Regions from separate parts of the Mus musculus genome. Here region 1 is linked to region 2. A link is a contact called in public Hi-C data. All regions are on one chromosome and are shown on one strand. Each heading gives the region's core, a stretch centred on a gene start, on an enhancer-like site or on the middle of the called end of the contact. The rest is flanking DNA. Distances are from core to core; before and after follow the strand shown. Region 1 holds the start of Wdr54 (WD repeat domain 54). Region 2 overlaps M1ap (meiosis 1 associated protein).

Evidence for each region. A called contact is a pair of places that touch in the nucleus more often than the background predicts.
Region 1: a Hi-C map of bone marrow-derived macrophages shows a contact between it and region 2, with 2.1 times the contacts expected there. The contact joins the promoter of Wdr54 here to the enhancer-like site in region 2. A contact is called at or near these places in 22 of 39 promoter capture datasets (the 3T3-L1 cell line, 3T3-L1-derived adipocytes, the C10 cell line and 15 more), 2 of 15 datasets of contacts at CTCF or cohesin (the NIH/3T3 cell line and large pre-B cells), 5 of 484 Hi-C or Micro-C datasets (the G1E-ER4 cell line, the HPC-5 cell line, bone marrow-derived macrophages and 2 more), 16 of 115 datasets of contacts at active chromatin or transcription factors (the 230-238 cell line, the NIH/3T3 cell line, bone marrow-derived macrophages and 8 more) and 4 of 9 other capture datasets (adipose tissue, liver, macrophages and 1 more).

What each region holds. Positions count from the first base shown.
Region 1 is chr6:83,154,557-83,158,161 of GRCm38.p6, forward strand. It overlaps Wdr54 (WD repeat domain 54), which reads right to left and starts at 1,823. Exons shown (of 11, transcript NM_001362119.1): 1 at 1,759-1,823; 2 at 1,619-1,689; 3 at 1,093-1,315; 4 at 922-984; 5 at 514-580; 6 at 366-419; 7 at 1-71. The coding sequence starts at 1,314. 1700003E16Rik (RIKEN cDNA 1700003E16 gene) reads left to right here and starts at 1,848. Exons shown (of 4, transcript NM_027948.1): 1 at 1,848-2,034. The coding sequence starts at 2,017.
Region 2 is chr6:82,969,933-82,973,679 of GRCm38.p6, forward strand. The region is part of intron 3 of M1ap (meiosis 1 associated protein); the gene reads left to right. Among named protein-coding and RNA genes, the nearest start is that of M1ap, 25 kb to the left of the region's middle. Within about 2 kb of position 1,254, at least 7 of the 459 cell types and tissues checked have an H3K27ac peak or open chromatin away from gene starts, as enhancers often do. A contact at or near this core is called in bone marrow-derived macrophages, where this site is marked.

The sequences.
Region 1 (3,605 bases), core at 573-3,072, 190 kb after region 2:
TTCCTCGCTGAGTACAATGTTGGGACCCTTAGCGGGGATATCAAAGACCAGTACTCGACCGGAACACGTTCCTGCAGCCAGAACCAGTGTCCCACTGATGGCTTCCTGAGTCCTCTGGGTCTCCAGTCACCACAGCCAGCACCCCCTCTATCCCAGAAGTCTTAGTAATAAACTCAGTACTCCCACAGGCCTGACTTTCCATTCACTATCCCTCTCTAAATGTTTTTCAGAGTCTCTGATACCCTTCCTTCCCAGCTTCCCTCTAACTCTTCCTAAGTTCGTCAACCCCTCAGCATCCTCTTGGCTGAGACCCCACAATCATGTACTTCACATACAGGCCCTAGCCCTGTCTCTAGTCTGCTCACCCACACAGATGAAGTGGACGCTGGCAGCAATTCCTCGGGCAAACATAGCCTGTACTGAATACAAAAGCAGCTCTCAGAAACAGCACTTCCCCCAGCCCCAGCGAATTCTCCCAGCCTCCACCCCTGCTCCACATGGTCCTGAAGGTACCTGAAGAAGCATCGCCTGAGTCCAAGGCGTGCCAATAAACCATGACGGAGCCATCAGACTCATACATCTGGAAGATGGGGGCAAGGATGAGAGCAAGATCCAGATGACCCTTGTTGAGTTCTGGGCACTTCACCCAGCCAGGTAAGTCCATTGGAATCCTCAAACTCTGTTCTGGGAGGCAGGCACTATTCTTATCCATAGTTTTCAGAGGAGGACACTGAGGCTACCCGTGCCCAAGGGTCACAGAGTTAATAACAGAAGCAAACTGCTGATGCAGAATTGAAGAGTGAAGAAAATGGAACAAAAGAAGACGAAAAATAGAGGCAGAGTGGGCTGCGCATGTGACATCTAAAAGTGTTATTGGGTGGGGGTGGCGCTGGAGAAAGGGCAGGAGGGTTCTATTCTCACCTGTATCCCTCGATGCGAGGTGAGGACCAGCAGTACTCTGAAGGGGAGGACACACCAGTGAACCTGGAGAGACGCGCATCATAGAAGAGGACATAAGGCGTCAAGAGGATAGGTATTCAAGAACAAGGATCGCACTGATTTAAGCAACACCTCTTTCACTCCTTGCCTTACCTGAGTGATAAGTGGGGGACTCACTCCAGCACCCTCTTTAACGTGGAGCTGGCGCTGGGCCAAGGGCACACCCTCAGGGGCAGCACTGAGAAGCTGGGCGCTCGGTCCATGAACCACCCCAAAATGCGTGAGATCACGGGCTGGCAGCTGCAGTACACTGAGGTTGTTAGACAGGGCGGCGGCAGAGCTACGAAGTGGGATGGAGCGCTCGCGGCGGAACATTCTGAGAGAGAGAGAGAGAGAGAGAGAGAGAGAGAGAGAGAGAGAGAGAGAGAGAGAGAGAGAGAGTCCTAGAGTCACGGCACGACAAATAGGGAGAAGGCCACTGGGGACACTGGGACAGGGGAGAAGGACAATGAGATGCAACCAGGAGACACTGAGAGAGACCCTTGATTGATAGGATCCCCGAGGAAAGTGATGGATAGTAGTCACAAGGAGGAGAGGATCCCACGGAGCTGGAGAGAGCCCCAGGGTTGAGTGTTGCAGCCACCAGGGAATCCCGCAATAAGAATGATGATGTAAATACCTGCTAGTACGGAACGTCTCAGCTAAAATGCAGAATGTGGTCTCCAGCTCTTCTTCCCACAGCTTAGCTACCTGAAGGCCCACGCCAAGGTTAGAGGTCACACCTGCAACCCACCCCCACCACCCTCAAGTGTGCCTTGCCTGACGCCGCGATCCTAAGGTCCCTCCAAATCCGCCGCCACCATAGAGACGACGCACCGACGCACGGCCTCTGGGCGTGGCCTGTGGCTGGAACTTGCGGCGCGCAGCTACGCGGTTACCAAGCAACCGTGGACCACGCCAGGGACCCTCAGCGGGGCCTGGTTGCCGAGGAGACCGTTGGGTCGCGGCCACTGCAGCTACAACGATGGAGGGTCCTGAAGGCAGCTGAAACACCGCCTTGGAGTGACTGTCACGAAAATGAGTCACGAAGGCTCGGTGAGTTTCAGCTAGACTTAGGGAGTGCGCAAGAACTGGGGTTGGCCGGTATCGAGGCAGTGGACTAGCTCTAGGTTCGAGATGGGCATGCCTGTACCTCGGTCCCTGAGGGAAAGGGTCAACGGCTGGACCAGGCCAAGGGCAAGCGAATTCGGAAACAGCTGAACCACTAGTGCAAATAGTAATTCCTTTCTGACCAGGAACCCGTGTTGGTGGGTAAACCAGAGGCACTAGGAAGAGGGTCTGATGGATGAATCACTATCTTGACAATTTCAGGACTACGAAATGGATCAAACAACTGTGAGGGTGACCTTAAAACTTACTTTATTATCATTATTACTTTTTTTTTTTTTAAATCGAGACAGTCTGATTATATAGACCATATTGGCCTCCAACTCAACTCTGCCTCCAGAGTGCTGTGATTAAAGGAATCACATGCGCAACCATGGCTTGCCTTTTATTTTGAGACAAGGTCTCAATGTGTAGCCCTGGCTGGTCTAGAACTCACAATATAGACCGGGTTGCCTTTGAACTCATAGCTTCTTCCCATACCAACACTCTCCCATCTCACTGGTCAAAAACCAATTACCTTTAAGTCAAAAAAAAATTTTATGTATATGGGTGTTTTGTCTGCATGTGTGTTTGTGTACTGTGTTCATGTCTGATGCCTGCAGAGGCCAGGAGAGAGGATCAGATCTCCTGGAACTGGAGTTACAGTTTGGAGCCATCACATGGGTGCTAAGAATCAAACCCAGGCCCTCTGCAAGAGCGGTCAATGTGGGGTCAACTCTCTTACTCCCAAAGTCAAGGCATTTTAAAAAATAAAACAGATTGGTAGGACCTCGAGAAAATGAAAGAGTAAAAAATATCTCTGTTCTCTTGTGTTAAGTGCACGCCACATCTCTGTCCTAGCTGTGGGGGGAGGCCTAAGGGATCGGTTCTTTGGTTTTGCGTTGGCTTTGGGCTTAAGGAAGCAAAGCTTTAGATGGAGAACTAGGCAGCCGCTTGGTTTCTGGGAATTCAAGGCCAGGAACTGAGAATGTAGAGAACAGAAGACACCGGATTGCCTGAGAGAATGAATATTGGAGAATATAAAATAGGAAACAATTAGGTAGATAGATAAAAACTTATATTTGGAGGTAGATTTTGGAAGGAACCATCTTCCTTCATGGTCTCACTTCATGGCCCAGTCTGGCCTTGAACACATGACAGCTGCTTCAGGCTTCTGAGTGCTGGGTTTATTGCTGTGAGCCACCACACCTAGTTCTGGCCCTCTTTACAATTTTTTTTATTATTATTATTACTTATCTACATCTCTTTTGTGAAGTATTATGTCCCTAGGTTACTTTTGGGCTTTTCTTAGTTACTTATCTCTTGCTGTCACAAAACACCATGAGCAAAGAAACTTATAAAAGGAAGTGTTTAATTTGGGGTTCACGGTTCCAAACGGTTAAGCACCCAGGAGCATCACGAAGGGGAGCACAGACAGGCATGGTGCTGGAGGAGTAGCTGAGAGCCCACGAGGCAAAGAGAGCTAACTGCAAATGATGGGCTTTTGAAACCTCATCTCT
Region 2 (3,747 bases), core at 4-2,503:
AAGAACACACTGAGAAACACTGTGGAGTTTGTATTTGAGTAGCAGCTTCTCTTGAAGACTAGGAACAAATAATCACATATCAATATTATTTTACGAACTTGTTTTGGGGGCTGATGAGTTGATTGAGTGGGTAAGAGCACTTGCTGTTCTAGCAAAGGACCCAAGTTCAATTCCCAGCACCCATATAGAAGCTCATCACCTTCTCAGACACCAGTCACACATGTGGTGCCCAGATGCTCTCGCAGGTGAAACACCCACACACATAAAATCATAAAAATAAATCTTAAAAAATGTTTAAAAACTTGATTACGCGAGATTTTAAAAACTTATTACTCTTATTATTTGAATAGAAAATAATAATAGTAGAGAATGTGTCCTTTCACACAAATACCACATTTGTAAAGGCCAATTACAATAACATCTTTGACCCAGTGGAACCCGTCTATCACAGAAGATGACAAGCGGAATAAAAGGCAAGACACACCATTTGAAGTTAGAATAGGTATTAGACCCAGTCATGGCAGGTATGCTAGAATTATCTGACTGTAGAATCTATTTGTTTGTGTGTGTGTGTGTGTGTGTGTGTGTGTGTGTATTTGTATGTTATTTATTTTTGAGACAAAGTCACACTATGTAGCCCTGGATGACCTGGAACCTACAATGTAGACAAGGCTGTGCTCATATTTTTGGAAATCTTCTTACCTCTGCCTTCCAAGTGTTGGCATTATAATCATGTACCAACATACCTGGCACTTGACTGTAGAATTTAGAGAACAAGGATTGATAGCTAGCAGAGAACAGGGCACGGTGACACATCCCTATAATTCACGGCAGTCGTGGCAGATCCACAGAGCCACCACAAACCAACCTGATCTAAGCAGAGGCAGCTTGAGGCCTGGGAGGACAACCATTTCGAGCTAAAATGGCAAACAGTAGCCCAGGCATAACCACATCAGAGCCTTAGAGTTTAATCCAAGCTGAGGCTCCCAGCACTGGGGACAAAGTATCTCCATGAGTTCAGGCCAACTTCATCTACATAATGAGTTACAGGCCATCCAGATCTAAATTGTCAGACTATCTCCAAAACAAACAAACAAACAAACAAATCAGAAATCCAACTGTTCGTAACAAGAATGTGTAACAAACCAAGCTTGGGAAATTTAATCAGCCAGTACACATGAAACAGGCATGGATGGGAACTACCCAAATTCTAGTCCATGTGGAGGGCTGGGGCTGGAAAATGAGGATGTGCTGACATCTACTGGACACCAAGAAAAACTCAACCCAAACGGTTATACGTGTGTACTCCACTATTCACAAGGCATGCCCACCCCGGGAATCTGGTTTTACGGGTTTGAACTGGACCTCTAGCCCTCAAATCCTGTCAGTTTGCTACAGAAGCTATCACAGGGAAAGGAGGAACTCAGTAGTATCCTGTTAAGGAAGAAATGCTGACTAATGTTATATAAAATGCATATGATACATGGGACATATTACATAATTCATGTGGAGGGTCATTGAACTCAGAAGTTTGCACGTGTTGGGCAAGCACCATGTGATTTTTTTTTAAAGATCTTTGGGTTATATAAGTATCTCTTAATAGTTTTTTTTATATTGCCTGATTAGGTTTCATGATTATTCTGTGTTCCCACACTCGTCCTATTGTGGACTCTCTCTCATTCCCTCCTCTCTTTTTCCCATGCCTTCTCCCTTTACCTCTTAGATATAATTTTCTGTGGCTTCTTTAAACTGTTGATCCTTCTAATATCCCAGCTTCATCCTCCCATGTGTTTTCTCAGTTGCTCTAACCTTGATCCCTGTCCTTCCTAGGCCTGTTTCCTAGCCTTAGTAACTAGTAGCTTGGTGCGCACTGCACTGTCCTTGTTTCTTTGTATCCTGATAGTTATTAAAGTTAGATGACTGTTTTTAAATACTATGATATTTACATAGTGTGGTGGCTTCTACAGTTCATAGTCTACTCTTGGAGTGGTGTAGTGGATGGTGCCCGACACCCTGGCACAAGGACTGGGGATTCAGCTACTGAACCACACCCCTCACCGTGGGAGGGAATGACAACTCAGCTTCAACACCTCAACTGGAAAAATGCAGCTGACCTTTTAAATCCAACCAATGGGTTAACCCTAAATGCACAAGTAACAATGAAGAAATACAAGAGACATGAAGAAATCAAGGCAATGGGACTCCTCTGGAAAATGCCAGTTCTCCAGTGAGGGATTCAGTGAAAGAGAATTAGAGGAAATCGCACACACAAAAAAAAGTTAAAAGAATAATCAGAGGAATGTGTAATAAATGGAAGAAGCTCCTAATATACTTCTAAGTGAAGTCAAGGAGCATCCAAATAAGCAACAGACCACGGAGATGGTCCACACCAACTCTTATTGCATCATTATCCACAGTAGCTAAATTATGGAGTCAGTCTAGATGTCTCTCAACAGAAGGATGCATGACAAGGTGATATATGTTCACAGTGGAACTTTGTTCAACCATAGACAAGATAACCTCTTATTGCATCATTTTTAGGAAAATGAATGCATCACAAGATTATCTAAGTGAATTAAGTCAGATCCAGAAGGACAAAAGTCACATTTTCTCATTTGTGGGTCTTGGACTTTATACAGATATATAAAATCATATGCATACATGACATAAAGTAATAAAGTAAGAACAAAACTGACTCATGAAATGAAGAGGACTAACAGGAATGAAAGGGAGGAGCAAGGGTTAGATTCAGCTTCTTCAAAATCATTCAAAATAAAAAGATGATAAAATGAAATATCTAGTATTAAGAGGAAATAATTCATCAAGCTACAATTTGTATGAAATCATACTTGAGAAGGGTGAGAAGAAGGACAATAATATCGGTTAGAAATGTGTATCTATAGCCAGGTGGTAGTGGTGCACACCTTTAATCCCAGCACTCAGGAGGCAGAAGCAGGCAGATATCTGAGTTTGAGGCCATCTTGGTCTACAAAGTGAGTTCCAGGATAGCCAGAGCTACGCAGAGAAGCCCTGTCTCAAAAAAAAAAAAAGAAAGAAAGAAAGAGAGAGAGAGAGAGAGAGAGAGAGAGAAGAAAGAAAGAAAGAAAAAGGAAGAAAGAAAGGAAGGAAGGAAGAATTCTTCTGACTCCACCTTCCAGGTGCTGGGATAGTAGTCATGTGACACAATGCCTGGCTCAAAATTATTATTTTAGCATGATTAAACTACCTGTAACCTAGTATAGTGTTATTTGAAAGTTGACTTGGATGGGTCACGAATATATTTAGGGTCCATCAGTCACCCCACAAACCACCAAAACACCGATCTCAGACAAAGGTGGTTTATTGAACGCACACCCTGAAAATGATTGATCAGGATTGTAGCTGAGGCTATGGCATTGAACATCTTTTTCTGTCAGCTTATAAAGAAAAGAAAAGAGGAGAGGAGAGGAGAGGAGAGGAGAGGAGAGGAGAGGAGAGGAGAGGAGAGGAGAGGAGAGGAGAGGAGAGGAGAGGAGAGGAGAGGAAAGAGGGGAGGGGAAAGGAAAGAGAGAAGAGGAGAGGAGAAGAGAAGAGAAGAGAAGAGAAGAGAAGAGAAGAGAAGAGAAGAGAAGAGAAGAGAAGAGAAGAGAAGAGAAGAGAAGAGCACAAAAATCACAATGAGCTCATATTAGGAAGTGTTGCCTGGTGGTCAGCTCTGACTTAAGACAGTCATATTGACCTTTAACTTGATGGGTCCATCCTATGTAA